Regions from separate parts of the Gossypium hirsutum genome. Here regions 1 and 2 are each linked to region 3. Evidence: chromatin contacts called from public Hi-C data. All regions are on one chromosome and are shown on one strand. The core of a region is the stretch at or near the end of the contact, and the rest is flanking DNA. Distances in the headings are between cores, read along the strand shown.

The links. A called contact is a pair of places that touch in the nucleus more often than the background predicts.
Region 1: a Hi-C map of leaf shows a contact between it and region 3, with 2.7 times the contacts expected there. The contact joins the promoter of LOC107918032 here to the promoter of LOC121224376 in region 3. A contact is called at or near these places in 4 of 34 Hi-C or Micro-C datasets (callus, hypocotyl and leaf).
Region 2: a contact with region 3 is called in a Hi-C map of leaf, with 2.6 times the contacts expected there. The contact joins the promoter of LOC107916600 here to the promoter of LOC121224376 in region 3. A contact is called at or near these places in 10 of 34 Hi-C or Micro-C datasets (callus, hypocotyl, leaf and 1 more).

The regions. Positions count from the first base shown.
Region 1 is chrA01:26,291,067-26,293,899 of Gossypium_hirsutum_v2.1, reverse strand. LOC107918032 (B3 domain-containing protein REM16) reads left to right here and starts at 1,371. Exons shown (of 6, transcript XM_016847525.2): 1 at 1,371-1,758; 2 at 2,173-2,458.
Region 2 is chrA01:26,145,432-26,148,354 of Gossypium_hirsutum_v2.1, reverse strand. It overlaps LOC107916600 (probable galacturonosyltransferase-like 1), which reads right to left and starts at 1,450. Exons shown (of 1, transcript XM_016845893.2): 1 at 53-1,450. The coding sequence starts at 1,388. The coding sequence ends at 231.
Region 3 is chrA01:26,637,341-26,640,346 of Gossypium_hirsutum_v2.1, reverse strand. It overlaps LOC121224376, which reads left to right and starts at 1,412. Exons shown (of 2, transcript XM_041107641.1): 1 at 1,412-2,161; 2 at 2,419-2,552. The coding sequence starts at 1,412. The coding sequence ends at 2,487. It overlaps LOC107918053 (a long non-coding RNA gene), which reads right to left and starts at 2,587. Exons shown (of 6, transcript XR_005922017.1): 1 at 2,419-2,587; 2 at 2,028-2,140; 3 at 1,807-1,924; 4 at 1,363-1,698; 5 at 1,139-1,210.

The DNA of each region.
Region 1 (2,833 bases), core at 122-2,621, 350 kb after region 3:
CCCTTAAAAAATCCTAACCTTAACAAAACCCCTCTACCTAACAAAATAAAAAACCCTAACCCTAGGAGAGAGAGGAGGAAAGCGCGTCCAGCTGGGCATGTTTTCCCTTTCTCTCTCTAAAAATGACTTATTTCTCTAAATTTGAAAAAAAAATGACCTAAAAGGCCAAATAAAAAATTTGGCATATATTGTTAATTTACCCAAGGAATACCAACAAAACTTGAGGGGATACCAAAAATTATGAAGGTTAACAATTTTTGGTTTGTTTTAGTAACTTTTTTTCATTTATTTAATTTTTCACATTAAAAAAAGTATCATCAAATATAATTTTTCAATACCGAAATTTAGCATTACAAATTTAAAATTTAACAGTTATAATTTTTTCCGTAAAAAAATTTCATTAGAATTTCATTATATTTAAGAATAATATTTTTTTACTCAAAAACTATATATCGTACCAAATTCTTTTTTTTTTGAAACAATATGAAAAATTATGAGATAATATAAAAAAAAGAATATAAAAATCCTAAGAAATATAAAAAATTATGATAGAATACAAAAAAATATTATGATGAAATATAAAAAAAATTGAAGTAAAAAAATTTACGAGAGAATATTAAAAGAATATGAGATAGTATAAAAAAATGAGGAGATATAAAGTTTGGTTCTCTTAATAAATTTATTTTATTTTATTTACTTAATTATTATAAAAAACAACAAAAATTATGATAATATATAAATTATTAACTTGTAATCTGTTCAATAGATATAGTGTCTAAAAAAACCTATTCAATAGGTAAAAGTTTATCATAATTTCTTTCTGAGTAAATTACACTAACAGTCACTCAATTTTAATGCAGTTGGCAAAACAACCACTCTGATTTTAATTTAACCACTCAACTTTTGAAAAATAACAAATCAGTCATTTTAACCATTTTTATTACAAACCTAACAGAAAAGTAACATGGCATCCTACTGTGTAAAGGACCCCAATTTAAAACCCTAGCTGGGTTGGGCAGTAAAAGAAAAAGAACCAAAGAAGAAGAATGAAAAAAAAGAGGAGGAGGAGGAGGAGGAGAATTAGAGAAAAAGTATAGAGTGGTTCAACAGCAGCATGAGGTTGTGGATCACGGTAACGACAGTGGACAAGCTTCACAGAGAATAGTTCCAGTGACGAGAAGGATCAAGAGCTTTCCTTCACCATATTTAACTAAATGCACCATCTCATCTCATTTTGAGGTCATTTCCATTTCTTTTTCTTGTACTCATTATTATTATTATTATTATTATTATTATTATTATTATTATTGTTAACATTTAATAACCTAATCTTCTGTTTTATCACTCAAAAAATACCAACACAGCGAAGACATCTAATATCATATCTATCTTAGCAAGGAAATCCGAAGGGGAATGAAAATGAGTCTCCAAATCCAAACTCAATCCTTGTCGACACACTTCCTTCCACCCTTCCCTCCAAAACCCAAATTCCTTCAAGCAAAACCCAAACCCTCATTCAAATTATGCTCCTCGCTCTCCACTGTTTCAGTCCCACCAACAAAAACCAGCCACAAGTCATTTCCCGCTGAGGTTTCCAAGACCATAATGGAAATGTTTTTTATAGGGACCCTTTCCACTTTAGCTTAAGATGGGTGGCCATTGAGTGTTGGTGTAAGGCTTGTTGTCCATGCTGAGGGCACCCCTATTTTGTGCTTGCCTCAACCTTCTCCTGGGATCCGCTCCACCCTTCATGTCCAGGTAAATTTCTTTTATATCCACGTCTCTATTTAAACTTCTTTTTGGATAGATATTGACATAATTTACATGTTTATATTTGGATGTTTTTATTCATATTTGGGTAGCTGGTTGTGATATTTCTACAGTTAGGTTGCAATATTTGTTTCTGATTTTGGCAAGATTGAAAGTTGTGGTTTGGCAACATAACAATGTAGTTATGAGGGTATAAATTGGAAGTTGTGGTTTGGGTTTTGGCTTGGGTTTTGGCCTAGGACAAAAAATGTTAATGGGTAATTGATTTATCATTTTTTAATAATGTTAATGATTGATTTATTATTTTTTGAAAATTAAGTGATTCAATTAAAATTAAAGTGATTATTTTATCATTTGTATCAAAATTGAATGACTGATGATGTAATTTATTATTTTTTTAAGCTCACAGCAGAACCGGCCACCCACTTCTAGTCCCTTATCCGGACCAAACATGATGGGGTTGTGGAAACCAGACCAAACGGCGCTGTCCCCGAAGTTGAAACGTGGGAAATGTTAACTGCCAAGTGCCATGTTTTCTAAACTATTTGTTATGTTCTTAATCCACTCCACAACAAAAAAGGCTCGCCCTTTAAGACGTCCTTAAAAAGAGACTCCTGCCCTACGGGTCCACTACTCCAGCTCAGTCTCAGTCTCAGTCTCAGCTCCACCAACTCCATCCTTCTCTCTGGTACAAACAATTCGATCATCTTTACTAATTTTTGTTTGCTTTAGTTTTAACTTCTCAATAATGCCTTTGGCTTCTTCAGTGACCCAGAATTTTAAAACTAAATGAACTATAATAGCAAAGCATTTATTTCAGAATGATGGAAACCAGCCTGCAGATGAATTGTACTTTTCATAGCTAATAACTTACAACTTTTGGGTTTTTCTTTTTATTTTCTTCCATTTTCTTTGACTTCTGGGTTGAACCCATTAAGGTGAGCAGTCTGCTTCCTTCTTTAGATAGATCTCCTGTTGGTAGTGCAAAAAATATTCAGTTGGGGAAAATTCTCTTACTGTTGCAGGAAATATTTTTGATTGTGGAAAATTCTCTGCTGTTTTA
Region 2 (2,923 bases), core at 201-2,700, 490 kb after region 3:
TGCTAATAACATCCTTGTTACTCCTATAATCAAAGTTGAAACCTGTTGAGGATTAAATCAATTTGGTTCACATTTAATTTAATCCGTCAATCGTTTGTAAACACATAGCTAAAGCTCCGCCCTGGCATTATTGCAGCTTAGAGCTTTTATAGCTCCACCGTTTCTCGACGATTCCGTCACTTTCCTAGCCAACAAACACTTACACCCGAAGCATAATTTTGGCATTCGATTCAAGAATCAAAAGCAAATGAAGTATCCATGAGATCATAAGATGCCCACAAAGCATCCAAAAGGCAGGGTGTTTTAGCATCAAGCCTCGCCCATGGCTTCCCTTTTCCACTCCAATGTAAAACACTAACCGGGCCAGGATGCAAATCCCGGCAAAGACCATCAAAGTTATCACCCCCAAGCCCATGTTGATTCCACCTGTGATCCACCGGAACTATGTTCCCGGCGAAAACTAATAAAAACGGCGGCAATGAACCCAACTCATAAATCCTCATTCTTTTTTGAATCTCCATCCATTCTTCTATCTTCCTCGTGTAATCCCCTTCTCTCCATCGATCAAGATCCATCACCATTACTCCTGTGTTGAAATAACAAGCTTTACGATTCGCAAAAGTTAAGGATAAACAAGGGTTGGACCAAAACGTGGGAGTAAAGTAAGAAACGAAGTTGGCACTGCAATATTCTGTTGCCGCCAAAACTGAGTTATCTCCGAGTTGGATCGCGGCGAGTTCAGCAACGTCGTCAACGAGAATCAGGTCCGAGTCAAGATACAAAACACGGTGGATGCATGAAGGAAGGAGAGAAGCTAAGTAGATTCGAGCGTAGTTCAAAGGGCAATCTAAAGCTGAACGGATTGAGGTTGAAATAAGAGGAACAGATGAGTGATCAAAAGGGTAGAGTCTGAAGTAGAGGTAAGGGAAGGAGGAGGATATGGTGGCGCGTAAAAGTGAGGCGTTTGCGGTGGCGGAGATGAGGAAATGGAAGGCAATGTTGTGGGGACAAGAGGAGTGTTGAAGTACGGAAAGAATAGCGGCCATGGATCCCCTGATGTAAGCTTTGTCGATGGTCATTGCCAAATGAAGCGCTTGATGGGAGCATAAAATATAGGGTTCAGATATTGAAAGGCAAGCCGGAGAATTATAGAATTTAGAGGCTTCTTTTGAATGTTGATGGGTTATTGGTGTGACGGTGGCAGCCATGGTTATTAAGATGGTGAAAATTACTAAGCGATGGAGAAGATGAGCCATTGTACAAATTACTTTCATCATCAGCACAGAGTCAATATAAATACATACAATATTAACTCTGTATCTGAATAGACGGTTGATATTAAATGTAAAGAAAAGGGAGTTTGGATAAGAAAGGTGGTTTCTTCGCATGGAAGAAGAAGGAATCGAAGGGAAAAACAAAGTCCAACGCCATTCACTGCTTCCAAATAACACCTTCGTCTCCTTTTAAACAATTAATAAATATTTTATATAAAATTAATTTAATTTTAATAAAAATATACAAATCATCAACCATTTCAAGTATTTTTTCATAAAACTATACTTCACCGATATATATCTATACTTACTATTATTTAAATGTAATTCAATTTACTCAAAACCAACTTGATCAGAACAAATATTAAAAAAAATCAAATTTAAACAATTAATAGACATTGTCATATAGTGTTTTTGTATTTTATTCATTAATATAGAATTTATATTAAAAATTTTAAATTTAAAAAAAAATACAAAGGATGAGATTTAAACCTAGCCTATTAGTGCTTTGTTTGCTAGTAGAAATATTATTTTTTTACACATGTTTTAGTATATGAATTAGCAATAAACTAATTCAATTGGTAATATTTAGCCACATCTATAATTTATTTTTAGCGAAGAGAGGAAAAATTTTCGCTTAATTTTTACAAGAGTTATCATCCATCTTTCAAATTTTAAATTTAAATTTACTAGTTATTCTTTATTTTATATCTAACAATTATAATACATGCATAATAACTAAGTTTGTTTTGCTCATATAATTACACTAGTAATCAAACGAGACATAAGTATCTTAAATCTTTAATTTTACCATGTCATCCAAAGCTTCATCATACATAAAAAAATATTTTTCTCTCACATTCTGTTTTCTATATCTATGGTTACTATTATTTAAATATGTGACTAAATATCTCAACTCAACTCAACAACTTGATCAGGAAAAATATTTAAAAAAATCACATTTTAGACAATTAATAAATATTATTGTAGGATATTTGTTGCATTTCCTTACCTTTATATTAAGTTTATTTAAAAAACAATTGACCTAAACTATGAAAGGATTCTTAATTTTTAATTTTACCATTTCAACTAAATTCTTATTGTTATTTTAATATAAATTTTTCATAAAACTTATTTTTCACCCATATAATCTATATTTTTATTTAAGCCTCATGTTTTTTCTGTTATTTTTTTTATAAATCAATAAAAAAATCATACATGGTGATTGGAAACTTTTTAACTATTTTAACCTTTTGTTATTTAAATTTGAATTTTTTTAGAGGATGAGGATAGTGTGGTGTCCACCATATTAAAATGGCATATAATTCCTGGTTGTAGGCCACAGCTTATATACATTTGAGCAGGCAACTAGCTAAGGCAAAACAAGTGCTCGATATTATGTCACACAGAAGAACCGTGACATAAAGATACAAAGAAAGTGATGGTCACTTGAGACTAGAAACACTGGAACACACCCAGATCAGCCAGACTGTCCCCATGGACAGCTCCTAACGCACGACAATTGCTGCCCATGTTTTGTGCCATGTGCGCCTCAACAAGAGATAATTTTGCATGATGAAAAAGTACTTAACATCATTTTGTTACAAAACTAGCATAACATCAAACAGTAATTAACCCCATAATCCTGT
Region 3 (3,006 bases), core at 163-2,662:
TTTCGAAGAGTAATCAGGAAATGTATTGATGAGGCACAAAGTGCATTTGTGCCAGGAAGATTGATCTCAGACAATGTGCTGATAGCTTATGATATTCTTAATACGCTTAAGCATAAAAGATAGGGAAAAAAAAGGTTTATGGCAGTGAAGTTGGACATGAGTAAAGCGTATGACTAGGTCGAATGGAGATTCTTGAAGGAAGTGATGATTCGTATGGGGTTTGCTACAAGATGGGTTGAAGGGGTTATGAATTGCATTTCTTCTGTTTCTTATTCAATTGTCATTAATGGATCCATTAGGGAAAAATTTCGACCATCCAAGGGCCTTAGACAGGGTGACCCTTTGAGCCCATTTTTATTTCTTTTATGTGGGGAGGGTCTATCGAGCTTGTTGAGACTAGCGATGCAGGAAGGAAGTTTGAAAGGGGTGAAGGTCAGCAGGAGTGGACCAGCGATTTCACACTTATTATTTGCAGACGATTGCATCTTGTTTGGGGAGGCTACAATTCGAGGTGCACATCTTTTTAAAGATATTTTAAGCAAATATAGAGCTTGTTCGAGTCAGAAGGTTAATTTCGAGAAGTCAATGGTTTTCTTTAGCAAAAATACGTCGTCAATGGATAAGCAATTAATTGCCAGCTTGCTGGGGGCTTGATGTTCGGAGGAACCGGAACGATACCTAAGCTTGCCAAATATGGTAGGTAGGAGGAAAAAAGAGTCTTTCTAAAATTTGAAGGATCGTATAACAATGCATATTGACAAATAGAGTACAAAATATTTATCACAGGGAGGCAAAGAAGTCTTTATTAAAGCTATTTTTCAAGCTATTCCAACTTATACAATGGTCTGTTTCCTACTACCGAGAACTCTATGTGACGGTATCGAGAGTGTTTTCGTAAAAATTTGGTGGCAAAAGGGTAGAGGAAAGAGGGGTATTCATTGGTACACTTGGCAAGATCTTTGCAGTTTGAAGGAGAGTGGGGGTTTAGGTTTTCGAAAGTTAAACTAATTTAATATCGTGTTGTTAGCAAATCAAGGTTGTCGATTGATTAATTATCCAAATTCATTATTAGCGAAGGTTTTGAAGGCAAAATACTATCCGCAGTCAAAATTTATGGAGGCTAGGTTAGGAAATCTACCTTTTCTCACCTAGAAGAGCATCTGGGCTTCGAAGGGACTTCTCCATAGAGAGCTATGCTGGAGAGTGGGAACTGGGAGAGAGATATCCATTTGGAATGATTGTTGGGTCCCCGGGATTGAAACAATTAATCGGTAGAACAAGACAAAACGAGGAGCTGGAATTAGTCTCAGATCTTATTAACAATTCGAGTACGAAGTGGAAAGTAGAGTTAGTATGTAATACCTTTCAGAATGAGGTTGTTCAGTGAATATTACAGATCCCTCTTGCTGAAATGAACTATGCTGACCGTCAAGTTTGGAAGGGGGAACAATCTGGGGAATTCACCATTCGGAGCGCCTATAAACTATTACAGGATTCTTCACTAAATCCTAGTAGCATTATATTACAGATCGAATTAAAAAATTTTTACAGCAAACTTTGGAGCCTACAACTTCCTACAAAAATCACAAATACAATTTGGCGTATCTTTTGGAATTATTTGCCCACACTTGTAAACCTTAGGAGCAGAAGGGTGCTCATAAATGCTTGCTGCCCCCGCGGTTGTTTGGGGGATAAAGACTGCTCGCACATATTTAGACAATGTCTTACAAGTTTAGAAGCTTGGCAGATGTTAAACCTTTCATGGGTTACCAACAACTCAATACCTGAGTTTCGGGATTGGCTTACCTGGGTACTTCTGCAGGGAACTAAGGAGCAGAGTCGACTCTTTTGCTATGCTCTATGGCTAATATGGTACTCCAGAAATCGGCTAGTACATGAACGGATATTTATCATAGGAAGACAACTAGCACAGAACATTCTAAGTTACAAGGCTGAGCTAGATGAGGCAAGAACTAAGCAAGAATCATCAGATTTATTTCGAAGAAACAGAAGCATGGAAATCTTACCAATGATTAAGATATATTTCGACGCTGCGTTCGACAAGCGAACTTCCAGATCTGCCTCCGGAGTGTTGATGAACTTTTGGCATCAAAGTCAGTCCTTCACAATAATGTGCCATCTCCGTTCGCGGCAGAAACATATGCAGGATTGGAAGCAATTCGGTTAGAGATTTTATTGGGTTTTCGTGAATTACAAATCAGAGGGGATTCAATAACAGTAATCAGGAAGTGTCAAACAACAGAAACAGACAAATCAGTCATAGAAGTAATTATTCGAGATATTCAGAAGAGGTGCATTCATTTTCAAACAATAGAGTTCAAGCATATCCCCCGATCAGATAATATACGTGCCCATCAGATTGCAAAAGAAGCTTTAGAGAGCGGAGTCACCTCTTACCTGGTACAAGGAGAACCGAATTTGCATGACTCGCCTTCGGAAGGTCGTTGGGCAAGAGATCCAGACTAGAAGACGATGATGAGGAATGGAAGAGTTATGAAGATAGCAATGAATGTTTATTTTTTGGGCAAGGCTATCGACTGAAAGGCTGGATAAGACTGAAATAACGATTCGTATAGTAATGTGGAGTACAGCTGTTGTTGAAATGACTGGGGTAGAGTAGGCTGCTTTTTCTAGATTCATCTATTAGGTTGTCGGTTTATATTTCTTTAGCTGTTTCATTTTTGTTTTTAGGAAACTTGCCTGTTCAGCTTTGCTCCGGATAGGGCTTTTATTTTCTTTGTTTCTTAGGCAGGTCCGTGGCCCATTTTTTCTGTTCATTATATATATAAAAGCCCAGTCGTCTCTATTTCAAAATATATATATAGTTGTATACTTGTAGTGTCTTTGGTGGATTCTTATGCTTTTTCTTTTAATGTGTTGATTTTTTATTTTCTCAAATTTTCTTAAAGCAGAATTGCAAAATTTGTCCCTAAGTTTTTTCTTTTCTTTTTCATTGTTATTTAATTTTTTCTTTTTCTGAATGTC